2 separate regions of the Mus musculus genome follow, and region 1 is linked to region 2. Evidence: chromatin contacts called from public HiChIP or PLAC-seq data. All regions are on one chromosome and are shown on one strand. Each heading gives the region's core, a stretch centred on a gene start, on an enhancer-like site or on the middle of the called end of the contact. The rest is flanking DNA. Distances are from core to core; before and after follow the strand shown. Region 1 overlaps Shank3 (SH3 and multiple ankyrin repeat domains 3). Region 2 holds the start of C230037L18Rik (RIKEN cDNA C230037L18 gene).

Evidence for each region. HiChIP or PLAC-seq counts read pairs in DNA pulled down with a chosen protein or histone mark.
Region 1: a contact with region 2 is called in an H3K27ac HiChIP or PLAC-seq map of heart atrium, with 5 read pairs. The contact joins the enhancer-like site here to the promoter of C230037L18Rik in region 2. A contact is called at or near these places in 3 of 39 promoter capture datasets (the 3T3-L1 cell line, embryonic stem cells and liver), 1 of 15 datasets of contacts at CTCF or cohesin (the NIH/3T3 cell line), 31 of 484 Hi-C or Micro-C datasets (the AML12 cell line, the C2C12 cell line, the G1E-ER4 cell line and 20 more), 9 of 115 datasets of contacts at active chromatin or transcription factors (the HPC-7 cell line, cardiomyocytes, embryonic stem cells and 3 more) and 4 of 9 other capture datasets (adipose tissue, embryonic stem cells, liver and 1 more).

Annotation. Positions count from the first base shown.
Region 1 is chr15:89,525,049-89,530,389 of GRCm38.p6, forward strand. It overlaps Shank3 (SH3 and multiple ankyrin repeat domains 3), which reads left to right. Exons shown (of 22, transcript NM_021423.4): 12 at 112-225. Among named protein-coding and RNA genes, the nearest start is that of Gm15609, 4.0 kb to the left of the region's middle. Within about 2 kb of position 3,618, at least 3 of the 459 cell types and tissues checked have an H3K27ac peak or open chromatin away from gene starts, as enhancers often do. A contact at or near this core is called in heart atrium, where this site is marked.
Region 2 is chr15:89,474,644-89,480,077 of GRCm38.p6, forward strand. C230037L18Rik (RIKEN cDNA C230037L18 gene) reads left to right here and starts at 1,609. Exons shown (of 5, transcript NR_077233.1): 1 at 1,609-1,642; 2 at 2,616-2,776; 3 at 2,899-3,004; 4 at 3,227-3,366. It overlaps Arsa (arylsulfatase A), which reads right to left and starts at 2,781. Exons shown (of 9, transcript NM_009713.4): 1 at 2,507-2,781; 2 at 865-2,012; 3 at 479-719; 4 at 144-362; 5 at 1-66. The coding sequence starts at 1,079.

The sequences.
Region 1 (5,341 bases), core at 2,368-4,867, 52 kb after region 2:
AAAGAGAGCAGTGGTCAGGGTCGTGGGCAAAACCTGAGCCTCAGGTGGCAGGGAAGCAGGTACCCTGCTGTCCTCTTTTTCCCTGACAACCTGTCTGGCTTCTCTCCCTAGTGCTCAGCATTGGGGAGGGCGGTTTCTGGGAGGGAACCGTGAAGGGCCGAACAGGCTGGTTCCCAGCTGACTGTGTGGAAGAAGTGCAGATGCGACAGTATGACACCCGGCATGGTAAGTGACTCCAGTTTTTGCTCAGATACCTCCTAAAGGGCAGGCACTTCTTCTAGTCTCCCTATGGTCTTCTTGGTAACACATCTGGACATCCCCCCTAAGACTGAGAAGCAAACTCAATAACACTCAAGATACATTCAGATTTGCACATATCCATGGTGGGCAAGCATGCATGTTCTTAGGAACAGGGGTATGTGAACCTGACAGTGGAGCCACCTTTGCCATGCCAGCTGGAGGAGTACACTCATGGTCATCCCTCTGTGTGCGTGTTGGCACACGAGTCTTCGGTGACAGTGACCACCCCTCTGGTACATTCCTCACGGAAATACCAGGTTCGTGGAACTCCCAATTCATGAGTGGCTGGCACGTAAGGAAGGAACCAGTGTGAGAAAAGAGGCGTTTTTCCAAAGTGGACAGATTGTCCAAGTAGGCAGAGCAGGAGGCATGGGCCAGCTAAGAGGAAATGAGGCCAGTTGGGCCCCAAGGAGTGGCTCCGGGGTACCTGGGGTTGGTATGGTCTGAGGGCAGCTGATGAAGGATGGCTCCTGTTCTTACAGAAATGTGAGGTGAAGGTTGCAGCTCCTGGGGCCCGCTGAGGAACTGTGGTCCAATCTAGCTGAATGCTTGGACTTCTAGGAAGGATCCCCTTAGATGCTGGTGAAGGGTCCTCTGGGGCCCTCAGTGTGGGCTGCTTTCATGTCTGGGGTGTACTCTTTCATTGCGCCCTCGGGTATTCTGGGAAGCCACAAGATCGATTATCTTCTTTCCAGATCAGAGAGTAGGTAGGACAAATGAACTCTGGGGTGATTATCAGTGGTATGTCTGGATCAGGGTACGAGTGTCCCTTTCTCTGTACATAGAAGGTTTGGGCCCAGGGTCGTGGTAACCTCTGTCAACCTCGACTTTAAGTTGGCAGCTTTCCAGGGGAGCCTACAATCATGTGGCCATGCGTCAAACTTGATGGATGCCTAGGTTATACAGGAACTCAGTTACTGACTTACTGCTGGCTAGGTTCCTTGCTTTCTTTTCCTTTCTTTCTCTCTCTCTCTTTCTTCTCTTTTCTTTTTTTTTTTTTTTTTATAAATAAATCTGGAATGCATTCTTTCAGTTCTACTTTCTTTTTTTTTAAAAGATTTTATTTATTATATATGTAAGTACACTGTAGTTGTCTTCAGACACTCCAGAAGAGGGCGTCAGATCTCATTACGGATGGTTGTGAGCCACCATGTGGTTGCTGGGAATTGAACTCAGGACCTTCAGAAGAGCAGTTAGTGCTCTTAACCTCTGAGCCATCTCTCCAGCCCCTTCTCTTTTCTTTTTAAAGATTTATTATATGTAGGTACACTGTAGCTGTCTTCAGACACACCAGAAGAGGGCATCTGATCTCATTACAGATGGTTGTGAGTCACCATGCAGTTGCTGGGATTTGAACTCAGGACCTCCGGAAGAGTGGTCAGTGCTCTTAGCCGCTGAGCCATCTCTCCAGCCCGTGCCTTGCTTTCTCACGTGGCTTATCCTTTTCCTGCCTTGATGGCTTTACTGGGGACTTGGAGAATAGAAGGGGATCGTTGCACTCACTTGCTGGATGTGGCCTCCGGGTGGGAATGATTTCATAGGCCCGTGGCCCAGTTCCAACAGGACCGAGTAAAGAGCAAGGAGAAGGGGCTACACACCTGTTGAATAGGAGCTAGTTGTATGCTTTTCCTACGGATGGCGGTACGGTTTTGAGAACTGTGGATCCAGGATCGTTTGGCCGTCATTCTGAAACCTAGGAAGGAGAGAGGTCTGCGTTGGAGTCAGAATCCAAGAGGAGCAGATGTTGGTCAGTTTTGCTTCAAGCCGGACCTTGTGCTGGCTGTCAGTGGTTATGGCAAGTGTACCCCGTCCCGGGTGCACAGGCCACTGGGAGGGGGCGGGATCCAGTTACCCCTGGATGCACAGGACACCGAGACCGAAGATCCGGGGTTAGCCTGAGGAAGCCAAAAAAAGATAAAAAAAGAAAAAAAAAGAGGCTCAAAGCAAAGGTGTTGTTTCACTTGAATTCCCCGGGTAGTTTACAGATGGGTTCCTCATATTTGTGGAGATCCAGCACCGCATTCTAGAACTATGCCCGTTGCCAACTTCTGTATTTGAGCAGCGCCAGACATGAGTTTTAGCATTTTTCTATGAATGGAGCTGTGGACCTATCCTAGCAATCCTGGGAGGTGGGGTGCCAGCGTTTAGTATGTTTCTGGGATGTCACTACCCACAGGGGGCGGGGATGTTTGTTCTTTGTTTTGCTGCATAAGCAGTTAGCTTTGTGAGGAATGGCACGGCTGGAGGGGGGAGCATGAGTCTTAGTCGCCTGGTCCTTGGGGGTCAAGGTAAAGAACGAGATCTTGTAGTAGGAGCTGACCGAGCAGATATTTTAGGGCCAAGATGAAGAAGATCTGGGCAGGGCAGAGTGGTGAGGACAATGTGTCAAGGTCAACAGGAGAGGACCACAGAGCAGCTGGTGTGGGGGTGATGGAGCTGCAGGCTTTCTAGCAACCACGGGACCTCTTAACAGGGCCATAGCTATCATAGATAACCTGAGGGAGTGGGGTTCAAAAGCACCTAGGTGATTGAGAGCTACGTGTATGACCATATGGTGAGGGCCCTGCTGGGACTGCCTTTGGGGAGGGTATAGGAGCTATAATGGCTTCCCTCTGACCCCAGCTACAATACCCATCCTGCTGCTCTGGGCAGAACTTCTTGTCTGGGACTTAGGCTGAGTTGTGCCAGATTGCAGAGGGCATCCTAGCAACAGGAACTTGTTTCCAACAGTCCTCCCCCCACCCCCAGCCCTCCAGACTCTGATTCAGGAACCAGAGTGGGAATGAAGGAGGACTATGAAAGACCAAGGATAGAAGCCGTGCTGGGGTAGAGGTTAGGTCAGTGTCTCCTAGGACCCAGGTCCTGGTCTTTACCTGAGCAAAGAGTCTGGCCTCCAGCAGCGCTCTAGCAGGAATTGAGGAATGCAGCTAGTGCACACATCTCAAGGCCTGACATAACCTCCCATCCTGTTTGCCTTCCTCTTTCCACTCGGAGAGAATGTTCCATTTGGGAGCCAGTGCTGGGCACATTCCTTTCAGCTGGCTTTCCTGTGTGTGATTAATAAAACGAGCACACGAATCTGTGTTATATAATAAATAGTTTGTCTGGTTGATAACAATTTAAAAAAAAAAAGAAAACAAGATGCTTTGAAATAGGACCTGACCAGGGCGAGGCTGCTTAACTCTGCATAGCTCCTAGGGTTAAGATCTGGGGAGGGCAGGGCAGAGAGGTGAGTTGGGATGAGCTAAGGCCATGCTAGTGTGAGAGCGGTGGAACCGGAGGCTTCCTGTCCACCGCTGGGTTCCCAGGCCTGGATCAGCTAGCGTAGTGTATCTGTGACCGGGTCAGCCTGAAGAAGGATGTGCGTGGGGTAAGGAGGGATTGAGGAGGGCCGCACACGTGCTGGCGAGGCTTCATCTGCACTGGTCTCGGGACTGGGTGGCAGGTGTACATTTGTCTCTTAGAGTGGGACAGACGGGAAGGGGTAAGCAAGCGAGTCGATGGGGCCCGAACGAGGCTGTTAGAACCTCGTCAAACAGGCTACTAGAGCCCTGTGGCCTCCCGACGTGACGGTTCCTACTGTGGAGAGAGAGAGGTTCAGATGTGACTGATGGGTTAACTTATCGAGAGTCTCGCACAAAGCAAGAGGGACCTGAAGTCTGGACTGGGACTTTTCTTGATAGCCGTGTCATCTGATGGGAAGGTGCTCTAACCATTGCTCCACCCTGTCTCTTCCACCTGCCTTTTAACTCACCTGCTCCTCCTTCTGTCCACCTACTTATCCAGCAGCCCACCCAGCTTCCCTTTTCCACTCATAGATCCCATCCATCCATCCACCCGTCCATCCATCCATCCATCCATCCGTCCATCCACCCGTCCATCCATCCGTCCATCTATCCCCTCATGGACCTGTATATCCTTCGGCTCATCCGATATTCCCTCAAACCTTCAGCATCCCGCCCATTCATCTATGCATTTACTTTTTTGGGTTATGTTCCTTCTCTTCCTACATTCATCCGTTTGCCCACGCATCCCCCATGCACACACTCACCTAGCCAGTTGTGTGCCTTCTGTTACGTACCAGATGCTCTGCTGGGCACTGGGACCACAGGAGTCATGACATCTGGTCTTTCGCTTTCAAGGATCTCGTCGTTGCTGAGAAGACAGGCCATAAAAGAGCTGTATCTTTCTGCTGGGTATGGTGGCCTCGTGCCTGTAAGCCTAGCGTTCAGAACACTGAGACAGATAATCCTAAACTCAAGGCTCAGACTGTATGCAGTGATACTTTTCTCAAAACAAAACAAAACAAAACACAAAAAAAAACCCCCCAAAACTGGGGGTGGTGGTGGTGAATAAAATATGGAGTGTAAAATAAATAAATAAATTTTAAAAAAGGAAAAATAAAAATAAAAAACAAAAACAAAAACAAAAAAACAAAACCCAAAAAAAGCCCCAAACCAAAAAACAATTCAAAGTCGTGACGGGTACTGTAGGACTCTGGTACCCAGCACCCACCTGAATCTCTATGACTCCCACTCCAGGGGATTCAGCTCCCCCATCAGGCCTGTGAATGCACTGGGCATACACGTGGTACACATATATACGTGTAGGGAAACACAGGAAGTAAAAACCAAAATCTTTTAAAAACTCAAAACAGTACGGAACCCAACTTAAAAAAAAAAATCACAGGTTCCTCCTGTTGTCTGTCTGTCTGTCTGTCTGTCTGTCTGTCTGTCTCTCTTTTAAATCCCCGTGCCTCCCTCTCCTCTTGCTGGCAGACTCCACACAGTTCCTGCCTGCTCCAGATTAATGCCTTTGCTGTGGTCTTTGCCTTGCCTGCCTCACCCCCAGAAGCCCTGCACCCTCACATCTACAGGCGGCTCCCCTGACGGTCGGGGTCTCTGCTCAGCTCTTCTTTCTGATGAGGCTGTTGCTATCCCTAGACTCGTCCCCCTTTTCCTGCTTGCTTTTCTCCTGTTAGCTGGCGTTTTGTATTCATTGCTTGTTGATTCCATGTCTCAGAATGGCTTATTAACCCCTT
Region 2 (5,434 bases), core at 359-2,858:
CCCAAATGGCCCACGGCCTGAGCGCTTGGTGAAGCTTTGTCCACTGAACTGAGGGTAGTGAGTGTGCTGGGGGCAGAGACTGGAGTCAGCACTGGCTGGGTACAGGTCTTGGGCAGTCAGGGGGCGGGGCCAGGGTCACTCACGTGGGAAGCGTAGTACAGGAAGAACGGTCGGCCCTGGCGCTGGGCATCAGCCATGAGGTCTCGGGAGAAAGACACATACCGGGCCTCCAGTCCAGGCAGCCAAGGGGGCTGGGCCTCCACTGTCAGGTTGGCCAGTAGTGGGATGGGAACAAGGCCTTGGTCACAGCCACCTTTGCAGGGGATGTCTGGTGGGAAGCACGTTAGGTTCTGACAGGGACCCTGGGGAGAGCAGAGAGCGGTTAGTGTGAGGGAGGACTGGCTACGGGTTAGGGTACAGTTGGTATGCGGGCTTGGGTGTGTGTTGGGGGGCAGCAGAGGGTCCGGCTGGTTTGTACCTGGTCATGGGAATATGGGATGCCCAGGAATCGGTGGAAGCCCTGATGCGGGGGCAGGAAGGCCCCCTCTGGCCCCACTCCAAGATGCCACTTGCCAGCCATCCCTGTAAGGTAGCCTCGAGCAGCCAGGACTTCGGCTAAAGTCACCTCCTCCAAGGGCAAGCCCCCTTGGGAACTGGGCCCCAGAACTCCAGGGTACATGCCTGATCGAACTGGGAGCCGGCCAGTCAGGAGGGCGGCCCTGTAGTACAAACCACAGAATCCATTATCTGCGAGTCCCACAGAGATGAACCCAGAGAGAAGAGGGAGAATGGTGGACATACCCACAGAGAGACAGAAATGGGATGAGCCAGGGGAGAGGGGAGGGGCAAAGGTCCCTCACTCACCGAGATGGCGTGCACAGAGACACAGGCACATAGAAATCTGTGAACCGTAGTCCACCTTCAGCCAACTGATCCAGGTTAGGGGTGGTAGAACTGGGGTGCCCATAGGAGCCGAGGTCCCCATAGCCCAGGTCATCCGCAAAGATCAGCAGGATGTTAGGTGGGCTGGCAGTGCTCAGGCCTGCAGCCAATGCCAAAAAGAGGGTCCCCAGGGCCATGACAGAGATACAGATGGGCCTGTGTCCTCAGTCCCTTGGTAGGGAAGGCAGAGCGATTCCAGCAGGCTCGTTCCTTGAGCGCCCAGGCCAGCCCCTACCTGAGGCCCCAGTCCCGAGCCCTCCTCCTCCCCTGAGCCGCCAGACCCAAATAATCCTTCTGTCTGTAGGTCCACTCTCTGAAGCTCCAGCGAATCTGTCAGAACTCGGAAGGGGGTGGCCTGGGGTGTAACTCCACAGAGCCCCTAAAGGACCAGGGCTTCATTAACGTCACGAGCGGGGATCTGACCCTGTTCACCCAGAGGTGCCAGCACAGGCTTGGGATCAGGAGCAGAAGTCACTTCACATTGACCCGGGAGGCTCCAGCGCCATGGGACAAGGGCGGTTCGAAATTGAGGAGGAACTGGTGGTAGACAGCGTCGATCTCAGGCAGTCTCGGATACGCCCGCGGTCACGTGACAATTGGCTGACCCAGAAGGGGCGGGCTCTGGGACTGGGCGGTACAGAGTCGGGGCTAGGTGGAGCTGGGACCGGGCGAGGCGGAGCTGGGGAGCCGAGCCAAGCGGGTTTGTGTGCCTATGGGAACCTTCCGGGTGGGGCTGCTGCGGACCTGGGACCGGGGCGGGATAGGGTGAGGCTGGAGATTGCTCGCGTGCTCCCGATCCTTATCTGCGCCGGTTGGGGTGTCCCGTGCTGGGCTTGGTAACCTTACGTTCTTTGCTCCTGCGCGCTAGGCTCAGGACTGCCTAGCAGTGCAGCACTACAGCTATCTGGCTCTCCTGCTGTGTCGCTCTTAAATGCGTGTCTGGAGTTCCTCTGGCGAATGGTGGGCTGTTTGTCTCATTTCCTCTGATGAGATACTTGAGGGATCCTTGTTGAAAAAACATCAGCATCCCCCTTCTGACTGAGCAAAGAGGCAAAAACCATGGAGTCTGACTGCAACAAACCAGGAAGACAAATCTGATTGGCTGCTGGCTTTTTGCTCACAACCACCTTTGGTGAATTTTGTGAAACACAATGTATCAAATTATTTAAAAAAATCCTTTCCCTTCTACACGCGTAACTGGTGTTTAAGGTTGAGTGTGTGTGTGTGTGTGTGTGTGTGTGTGTGTGTGTGTGTATCTGTGGTGTTAGAGCTGGGATGTGTGTCTGTGAGTCTGGTGTTTGAGAAGGGTTGCTGGGTTCCTGTGTGGTATAGCTTAGGGCACATTAGTATTGAACTAATGGGAAGACAACATGACTTGTTTCTAACTCTTCATTTATACATTATTGAATATAACCTTTTTTTCTTATCAGTTTTAACTGTTAAGGGAGACTAACAGATATATCCCTCAGAGGGTGGAAGGGTGGGTTCTTAGTGTACTTTAACATCTAAAGGTCCCTGTGGTAACTGGACTTCCCAGATCTCCCCGCCCCCAAAAGCCCCTGACCTGAGTCACTTTTCCGGAGCAAGTCTCTTCCAGGGTATTTCCTTGCAGGTGGCTGTTCCTAGGGAAGTCATTTGTCCAGATTCTTGGCTTTGATTCCTCTCCAAGACAGAGTGGCACTCTAAGACCTCTGGCGTCAAGATGGTCACGACCTGCGCACCCAGGAAGGAAGACGCTGGAGCCAGGGGGGAGATAAACAGGGTTCTGGAAGGGCCTCCCGACTACAGTAGCGGATCAGACTCAGGATCACCCAGTGGTCTAACACAGGCTCAGGTCAGGAGCAGACAACACGTGACACTGAGTTGAAGGTGCCCTCTGGCAAGCAGAATGAGGGTGGTTCAGAATGACGAGTAAACTGGTCATTGATTTATTGATTTTTTTTTTTTTCACTGAAGCCTGGCTCTCTGGGCATCTGGAATTCTCCCGATGAAATCTGCAAGAAACTGCAGGAGGAAAGTTCGAAACTGCAGAGACCCCAGAGATGGCACAGGAAGGAGCTGGGTCTGACTGAGGCTACTGCACACCTCATGTGAAGTGGGGGGTGGCTGGGGGCGGGGGGGGGGGAGCAATCTTCAGTTAGTGGCTCTCTTAGTGTCACATTCCAGCACGGTTTCTGGACTTGTGCACGGGTGGGGGTTGCCGGTAGTCCTTCTATTTAGAGTCAGGACAGAAAGCTCTTCTGTGGCCCAGAAATCTTTGAAACTGTATTTGGATCTCTCCCAGCTGGTGGCCACTGTGAATTGTAATTTGAAAGGAATCAACCAGAAGCACTTTCTTTCCGTTGCTAGCTGGGGAACTACCCCAGGACCTGCGCATTATTCTCTGGAGAGCCCGAGTGGGGTTGCGATGTTATGCAAATCGAGGTACGTTTCCCCTGGGTTCTTGGGGGACTCAGGTGTGTGTACACGTGAAGGTTGCTTGGGCTCAGCTCTGACCTAGAGCTGTGGAAAACTTGGAAAGAGGTATCTGCCTGCCGCCAGCTCTGTTCAAAGCTGAGCACTGAAGGCCAACCTGTCTTTAGAGATGTGAACTCTCTCCCACCCCCACCCCCCCTTTTTTTTCCCACAGAGCCCCAATTGGAAGTAGCCTGCTAGGGTTGGTTCAGGAAGTGGCTTCAGATGATGCCTGGGGCCTTGCTAATTTTGGACAAACACCCACAGTTGAGAAAGGAGCCTTGCCTTGGGAGGCAGGTCTCTTATTTCTGTACCTTGCTTGCAAAGGGATAGGAGAGGCCTCTGCATGGGGGTAAGATGGGGTGATTGAGTTGCAACAGTGGCCTGAGTAGAGTACTGTGGCTGTTCTTGCATCAGTTTATGTGGGGACCTAGGACGTATCAGGCCTCCACCTTCCCTACCCTACTGCCTCTCATCATGGTTATGTATAGGCGTTGAGATGTACAGTGCTGATCAGGACCAACAGGGTAGTTCTAACAGAAGAGCAAATATCTTAGGCAAAAACAGACCTGATGGAGTCCTACCTGGTTGACCATGTGGGGTTTGGGGGTCTGCTGAAGGCAAGTTTTCAGTTGAGTTATGATCAGGGGCCAGGCTTTGTCATAATCTCTAAAGGAAGGGGAACCCTGAGACACCCCTTCACACATATGCTCAGAGGAAGAAGAGTTACGGTCAGATGACACAACAATAACCTCTGGTCATCAGCTGACCTGTGAATGACATCTTGCTGGGCAGATAACGAGTTTCCACATGCAAGACCTACTATGATTGTAGTTTATAGCATTATAGGAAAATGAAAATAGGGCTAGAGAGATGGCTCAGTGGTTAACAGCACTGACTGCTCTTCCAGAGGTCCTGAGTTCAAATCCCAGCAACCACGTGGTGTCTCACAACTGTCCATAATGAAATCTGATGCCCTTTTCTGATGTGTCTGAAGACAGTTACAGTGTACTTACTTATAATAGTAATAATAATAATAATAATAATAATAATGTCTTTAAAAAAAGAAAAATGAAAATAATTGTAAGCATTTTATTAGGAGTGCTGGTTCTTCTACAACAAAGTTCTTTCCCAGTGCTTTCAAAGAACTAAAGGGCTGGCAAGGTGGCTCAGCCGATAAGAGCACTCTTCCGAAGGTCCTGAGTTCAAATCCCAGCAACCACATGGTGGCTCACAAACCACCCGTAATGAGATCTGACGCCCTCTTCTGGTGTGTCTGAAGACAGCTACAGTGTACTTAGGTATAATAATAAATAAATCTTAAAAAGAACTAAAAAAGGCATTCTGTTCCCTCCGCCAGGCTCCACAGTAACTTCGATGAACATTAGACCTGGTAGTAATGGCAGCCGCGGACCACCGCGGAGAATCAGTGTAGCTGTAATGAGGGCGAGTTGAGATACAGCTACTGTTGCATGCCATTACAAATTCAAGATCCCGAGAAATGCAGAGGCTGTGAGCTGAAGCAGGAACGGATCAATAACCAGGTCTTTCTTTCTGAATAGGGAAGGAGCCACTTAAAGTGAGTCTGGGGAAAGAAGACTTAAACATCAGAATAACTCTACCATTTTACAAGTCGTATTGAACAAAGTCTCAAAGGATAGACACTGGAAATAGTTGGTCCAGAATCAGACAGTGATCATTCAGTGGTCATAGATTTTGGTGATTGGAATGGTTGGAAGGACTGTTTCTATTTGGCAATTAAAGCCAGGGTTCAAGAAATCTGTGGGATGATAGTGTAACATTAGAAGTTCCTTGGTTTAGCAGAGAAAATGATACCACAGTCCTATGGAGTGTGTATTGAGCATCATTGGCTCAATTGCCTCCTGGTTGTCTCCTGACGGGGCCTGGAGGATGCCCTTCAAGACCTTAAGAAGTATACTCTGATTGTGTGTTGTGGGGAACGCAACTCCGTGGGAAAAGCACATAGCATGTGAGCATGAGGTCCCAGCACATGGATAAAACCTGGGAGGCTAGAGCT